2 separate regions of the Triticum aestivum genome follow, and region 1 is linked to region 2. Evidence: chromatin contacts called from public Hi-C data. All regions are on one chromosome and are shown on one strand. The core of a region is the stretch at or near the end of the contact, and the rest is flanking DNA. Distances in the headings are between cores, read along the strand shown.

The links. Hi-C and Micro-C count contacts between places; a contact is called where the count stands out from the background.
Region 1: a Hi-C map of leaf shows a contact between it and region 2, with 2.4 times the contacts expected there. The contact joins the promoter of LOC123075355 here to the promoter of LOC123080433 in region 2. A contact is called at or near these places in 2 of 5 Hi-C or Micro-C datasets (both in leaf).

The regions. Positions count from the first base shown.
Region 1 is chr3D:553,173,060-553,176,616 of IWGSC CS RefSeq v2.1, forward strand. It overlaps LOC123075355 (protein LURP-one-related 11-like), which reads right to left and starts at 1,491. Exons shown (of 1, transcript XM_044497983.1): 1 at 615-1,491. The coding sequence starts at 1,423. The coding sequence ends at 833.
Region 2 is chr3D:552,752,323-552,755,641 of IWGSC CS RefSeq v2.1, forward strand. LOC123080433 (thiamine pyrophosphokinase 1) reads right to left here and starts at 1,946. Exons shown (of 6, transcript XM_044503359.1): 1 at 1,519-1,946; 2 at 1,283-1,379; 3 at 377-449. The coding sequence starts at 1,681.

The sequences.
Region 1 (3,557 bases), core at 241-2,740, 420 kb after region 2:
AAATGGGCTCAATTTTTTCTTTTTCTCCGGTTATAGGCTCAAGTTCATATTGGCCACCACTTGTCACGTATTGTACATCTCAGCCCCGTGAATTATTGCAACCTTTTGGGAGGGAGGGAGAGAGACGGTCTGCTGCTCGCCTGCTCTTTTTCAAGCCGGCAGCTATCTCCGTCGCCGCCTATGCGTACTGGTCTTCCGCTTGTTGTACACACTTTGTACTCCGGTTTCCTCGATAAATTGACTGAGTTTAATAAGGCTGGCAGTGGCACAGACGTCGTTTTGGTAGGCTGATGTTGACGCGCGCTCTTTCTTTCTTCTTTGCGTTGAAGTTGTGGTGTGCCCAACTCAACTTTCTTCTTCGTGCTAGCCATTCTCAGTGCGATAACTGCTGCTTGCTGTGTATGCCAGTGAGTAGTGACTGGCTAACGTTTTTGTGTGTATCAGCCTCTTCTCCAAGAGGCCGATGTAGAAACATTTTTGATGCCTCTCAATTTATTCTGTGTGGGATCATAAAGTCTTAAATTGGAGTCTCATAGGCTAACATTTGTGTTTCATTGTACAACTAAACTAAGTACTCCCACAAACTGAGGATAACACATAGACAACCTGGAAACCGAACACATCCAAAGATTTATACAATCACCGTGTAACCTTGTTTCATTGTGTTGAAACTATGGTCGTGAAAAACCCTTTGAGAAAGGGGGAAAAGTCATACACCAAAAAGAGTCACCATGCCAATCGGCATGGGAAAAAACTTGATGAATTGTTCGTCAGAAAAAAACGTTGCTTCCTACAGAGACCTGAACCTGAACTAGAAGAAGAGGGTCACAACTCACAAGGAGCGGTTGATGAGGCCACGCACGACGACCAAGCCCAGGGCGAGCAGCTGATCCATTTCCGGCGCCACCGTCAGCGTCAGCACGTCCTCCCCCAGCACCACCCCCGCCGCCGTCTGCTTCCGCGCCACCTCCGCCACGACCGAGCCATCTACACCGCTCACTCTGTACTCAGGCTTGCGCGCACAGCCCCCGTCGATCCTGTAGCAGGTCGCTGCGCCGCCGTGCATCGCCACGGCGGCCCCGCCCTTCTTGGCCCGCCGAACGCTGAACCACGCCGTCGCCTCCTCCCCCTCCTCATACCGGCAGACCTCCCATCTCCTGAACATGCCGAAGCCCTTGCGCCTGAACCTGATGAGGGCGTTGCCGGCGCGGTCCATGAGGAGGACCTCGCGGCCGCCCCTGCAGCCGTAGTTGTCGACGCGGAAGGCGACGCTGCCGTCGGGGCCGTAGACCGCGCAGCCGTTGCCGTTGAACACCAGCGACTTCATCCACACCGTGTATGCCTGCCTGGCCCGCTGGCCCTGGAGGTGATCATCGGAGGACGACGGCGAGGGGGGCGCAGGGAGGGGCTGGATCTTGGCCATTGAAGAGAGAACGAAGAAGAAGAAGATTGCTCTGCTCGGCTCCGCTCGGCCCTGCTCTGCTGCTGCTGTTTGGCCTATTTATTCAGGGTCTGGATTTTGTTAATGGCAGTGTTGTGAGCGTCACACCTTGGGATAGAATAGTGCGGCACCAAAGTTGTTTATGCTCCATCTAGTCATCTACTAGTACTGTAGTACGAATCAGCATGCGATTAGCACCACGTTTGGTGATTCATCAAGAGTTGAAACATGGATATATAATTAAAACCACAATGTAATGCAATGCTCAACATGTGTGAGATCAAGTTTAAAAATGGATGATCGAAACGTACTATTTCGACCCATATATGTCAAAAAATAGATTGTTTTGTTTTGGCGAGTAGAAAGAAAGCAGGCATGTAGCCATGTACGTTAGCTGCCTGAAGGAAGGATAAGTACTTGCACCTAATCGATTAATTAAGCATTCGGGCCAGTTCGGTTTTCTCTCGTTTTCCATTAAGTGTTCATGACCGTGGGGCGACAAACTTGAGTCGTTGTGTCCCCCCCTTGTCTCATGTCAGGCCCTCAACTTTGTTTTGTCTATAACAACATCACTTTATGTACGCACATTGCAGAATTGAACAAAGTTTTTCTTTTCTTTTCTTTTTCAGTAAGCAGAACTGCTTGAGAATAAGAAGCTGTGATTTTTTATTTTACTCACGCTCTTGCTGGATTAGTGAAATCCGCCACCAGCTCTGACAGAAAAAGGATATGCAGCGTGAACTATATAAAACTGAGATCGAATTCTGAAGAATCGGCTACCACCTAACTAATTAGCTTCAAACTCACAAGGAAAATGCTGCCGGACCATACCAATTCACCGAGTTAGAAACCGGACCTGTTAAACAAAGCAAGGCCTTCCACAAAACCGGGAGGTTGGGAGGGAAGCTTGTGCAGACCAGCAACTACAACTCTGCTAATAATGCAGCGTAAACTATATCGTCGCAACGGGAGATCTCCATATTATTCTTCCGAGCGCGCAAAATCCGTGTGCACACACGATTTTTTTTTGAAATGGAGGAGGACCCCGGCCTCTGCATGTGAACGATGCATGCAGCCACTTTATTAATTATTCACACAAAACCTTACAAAGTCATACAACAGTAAGACTGAAGCCACCGTCTAGGCAACAAAAGTGTCACTACTCCTATCCAAGAGATGAAGGGATGCTGATAGTCTGGGCCTAATACCAAACAGACCTCGCAGCCAAACCTAACATCTATGACCTGAGGTCCCATCCAGGACGCCTGCCGGGTATGGGCCACCTACCAGTCCGGTGCACTCCTCAACCAGGACGCCTGCCGGGTCTGAGGCCGCCACAGCCACCTGCCACCAATCCATCTTCAGAGCTGTACTGCTGCATCTACCTTGCCCCGTCTAGCTGCCGTCGACGCCACCACGACGCCAGACCGCGTCACCCTCCTGCGCGAGTCCATCTCTGCGCATCGGACGCAGAGTCACCACGGCGCCATGCCGCCGAGACCCGCCGCCATCAATGAGTGAGATGCTGCACCGCTCCACCAAAGAATCCGTCCTCTCGTCCTGCATCCAGCCGCTGCTCAAAAAACGATGCCCCCATGAGGGAAATCGACGCCCCAAAAGCACCGCCATCGTCCGATACGGAAACTCCGGATCAAGGTTTTCACCCAGAGCAGCGCAAGCAAGTCGACAGAAGCTGCAGAGGCGATGTCTTCAACAAGATAACGACGCGAAAACGCCGCCATCGCCCGCCATGACCCGAGTCATAGCACGGTTTTCACCGGCAGCCCCGTCTCCCCACTGTATGCCGGGACTGGATGCGAGAATTCACAACCATCTAGCCGACCACCTCCGGTGAAGAAGATGGCCACCACCTCCATGCCAAGGGCCGAAGCCCCCGACGTCCTCGTGTCGCGTGCCTAGTCCAGAGGCCGCTTGCCGCGCCGGAACAAAGGATGCGCACGACGGCTCGAGGAACCACCATCCAGATCCGAATGGGATCCAGATCGGACACCCTAGCCGCCAACGTGATCTCTTCGTCGCCGCCACCAGCACGACAACCCTGGTCGCCACCGGCCTGCGCCATCGCCCTTGGATCGGCCGGAGTGGGTCGTCGCCA
Region 2 (3,319 bases), core at 696-3,195:
AACACTGAAATAGTACTTGCATTTACCAGGACAAGCATACCAAAAATACTGGTATAGAAACAAAAGCCTACTAAAAAATACAATAAAACAAGGCATCGCTCCCTTCCTGGTTTTCTAGGACAATTTGGACAACTTAATCAATGTAATTATTTCAGCAGTTTACCAGGACAGTCCAAAAGAGAATCACAAACATATTCATGTGGACCAAGATGGCCAATAAATGATATCTTTCTGCCTGCTTGTTTTTTGCTACGCATGATATCTTTCTCCCTAACATAGTAGAAACTGCCCTGGACAGGTGTTGCATACAATATTATTTTTGGTTCAGCATCTCATTTTCAGCAAGGTATGATAGAAGGAGTTTTAAATTAGTTACCAAACTGGAATAGTATTCCTTCACTTCTGGCCTTACAGAATCCATATCTCCTTCGATTGCATCGGGCTTGTACCTGCAGGAAGGTAAGGACAAATTAATGAATGAAATCGTCACATACAGACAACCAGCAAAGAAATCTGTCTTAAACCTACCTCCCAACTACCAATAAATAGGTTTTAAAATCTCTTCCCAACTACTATCTGGCATGGCGAAGAACTAAATGTGTTCATTGATACAGTATAAATAAATTATTCAAAATGCGATGCATACTATATCGCTGTTGTATGATTAATCTGCCAAGCCCTCTGGTGGCACCTTAGGTAAACTTGAGAACATTTTTCCTTCATATAAACAACTCTTGAGCATTACATAGATAACCCAAGCAGAGTTGAACTTTGTACTGATAGAGTATGTTTCAAGAAGAATAACAAGTGAAAATGCGTATCAGCCATTCAAAAATGACAGAGACTGACAGTTGTTTAGCTGAAGTAGTTGATTCGTCTCGTCTCAAGAAAACTCTGAATTTGTGGCCGAGCACATGCAGGCAAGGCATATAAGGGGTAACTTGGAGTTTTTGACTAAACACATACCGTACCAAATATAGCGTACAATGTATTGCGAAAACAAACAAGGCAGATGCTGAGAAGGACCATGCCAAAATAGGTCAACCAAAGGCTCGTCAGAACTCATTGGCATGCCAGCGTTTATGCTTGCACGCAACAGCACAGGCATACAAACCAAAAGGAATTTTATTTTATTTTACAGCTATCTCAGACGCATTCCAACAAGCACGTGATGGGCATTGATCCGCGGAGAGGCAGAGTCAACCAGGAACAGGTGGGAAGCGTAGGCACGCAGCTATCAGGCTAAAGAAAAAGCAAGGCAGAGAAGACTTTGATTAATCACCTGACGCGGACCTCGTCGGGGTCCTCGCCGGGGAGCAGGTCCGGCATGCCGTCGAAGACCCTGTTTGCGCCGCCGTCCGCGCACACCCGCAGCCGCGCTGCGCACGGGACGACACAGGAACAGCGTCAGTTTAGCACACGACAGAGAGGCGAAGCCATCAGGACAGTAATGAGAAGAGGCCGCAGCGTTGGGGAGGAGAGAGAGGGAGGGGCGCATTGGTTGGGCTGGTTGGTTACCTCGGGTCCAGAGCAGGGGCGCGAAGCGCGGGAGGCGCTGGTTGAGGACGACGACGGCGTAGGAGACCGCGTTCTCGGCGTCGGCGCCGGTCGGAGGAGCAGGCGGGGAAGGGGACGGGAGGAGGAAGGAGGAGGAGTGGGTCATCGTCGGGAGCGGCGGCATGGTGGCGGCGGCTGCCGGTGAGACGCGGGAGGTGAGAGGTGGCGTGGCGGGGAGGGCGGGGCCGGTGGGGGACTGGGACAGGGGAGGAGAGAAGAGAATAGTAGGATATGCGAAAGGAAAAGAGCTGGCGTAGGTCGCGCGGACAAAAGGAAGGGTTTTAACGAACGAACACGAACGAGAAGGAGAGATCGTGTGGCGGATGGCGCGTAGCCGGTCCTCTGGACTGGAGCCGACGGAAGTCGTTGGCGGACGGTGGTACTCGTACGACCGGCGGGCCGGCGTTGATCAGCAGCGCCGCAGAAGAGGAATCGGGGATCTTTCTCTTTCTCGTGACAGCGAAGGGAAGGGGTTCAACTTCAAGGCCAGGCCCGTCCAAGGCAGACCCCCAAGCCAAAACTGGTAGTTGGCCGCGTGCCCGCTCTGTTCAAGGAAGGAAGGAAGGAAAAAACGTTGAGACGCGCCAGCCAGCCAGCCAACTGAGGCTGACTGACGACAAGGCCGTCAGCGTTGGCGTGTGGACCATACCATACTATAAAATGTACTACTTCCTTCGTCTCAAAATCAAAATATATAATAAGACCATTATTAATATATGAGAGCATCTACAGCTGGACCTACCATACCCGACCCTCTAACGTCCACAGACATATGATTCATGAATCCTCAAATGCCTGCGTCCACAACCGGGCACCCCGTTAGCAAATCTTCAAACCCACATAGTTACATGCGGCGTAAACTAACTCAAGTAATACTTCTCGATCCCACACACGACGTCCGACTACTTCATCATGCATGCCATCGGACAATCAAAAATTGACATATGCCCTGCTAGTTTATACTTCCTCCGTTTCTAAATATAAATCTTTTTAGATATTTCAATACAGGCTAAACTCTAAAAAGACTCTAAAATACATCCATATGTAGTTCTATTGGAATCTCTAAAAAGACTTATATTTAGGAACAGAGGGAGTACAAGCCATCGGACTACCGAAAATTGGCATCTTCAACAAACTAGAGCTATGGCGAAAGTTCATCCATGACGACCCTTGCCCTTGTCGTTTTGTCGTGGAAGTAGCAGTCGAATACGCAAAATAGATTGAGTCGGATCTACTCACTATCGGAGCTGTCCGACCCGTCACTGGCTTCCTCCTTCTCCTCTTTGGGGAGCAGTCCTGCCTTGGCATAGATCGCCCGTCTTTGGCCCCTTGCAAGGGCGTGCACCGTTGTCGATGATGCGTGCACGGAGGGCTTCATTGTCCAAGGCGGTGTGCGACTCCGCCTGCGCAACCTCGCCCTCGAGGCCTGGCACATTGTCATGCACCCTCTTCCTCGCACTGCAGGCACGTCACACGTTTACAGCGGACGGGCCGTGAGACATGCCGGCATTGACCTCTGACTAAGAGCCCAACGCACGGGGACAAGGCGATGTCAAAGGCATTGCGCCGCAAACCTAGAGTCACAGTGTCGGATGGTGGTCGTCGTGTCCGGTGAGGGCGTCGTCATGCGCCACGAGCCACCAGCCCCACCAGATCCAAGCACCATCTACGTGAACGCAATGGATTCCCGCTACATCGAGTCCAACCGCGATCGGGCGCACTCCCGGGAGCGGCGGAGAGCCATGCGAACGTTCATGTCCTC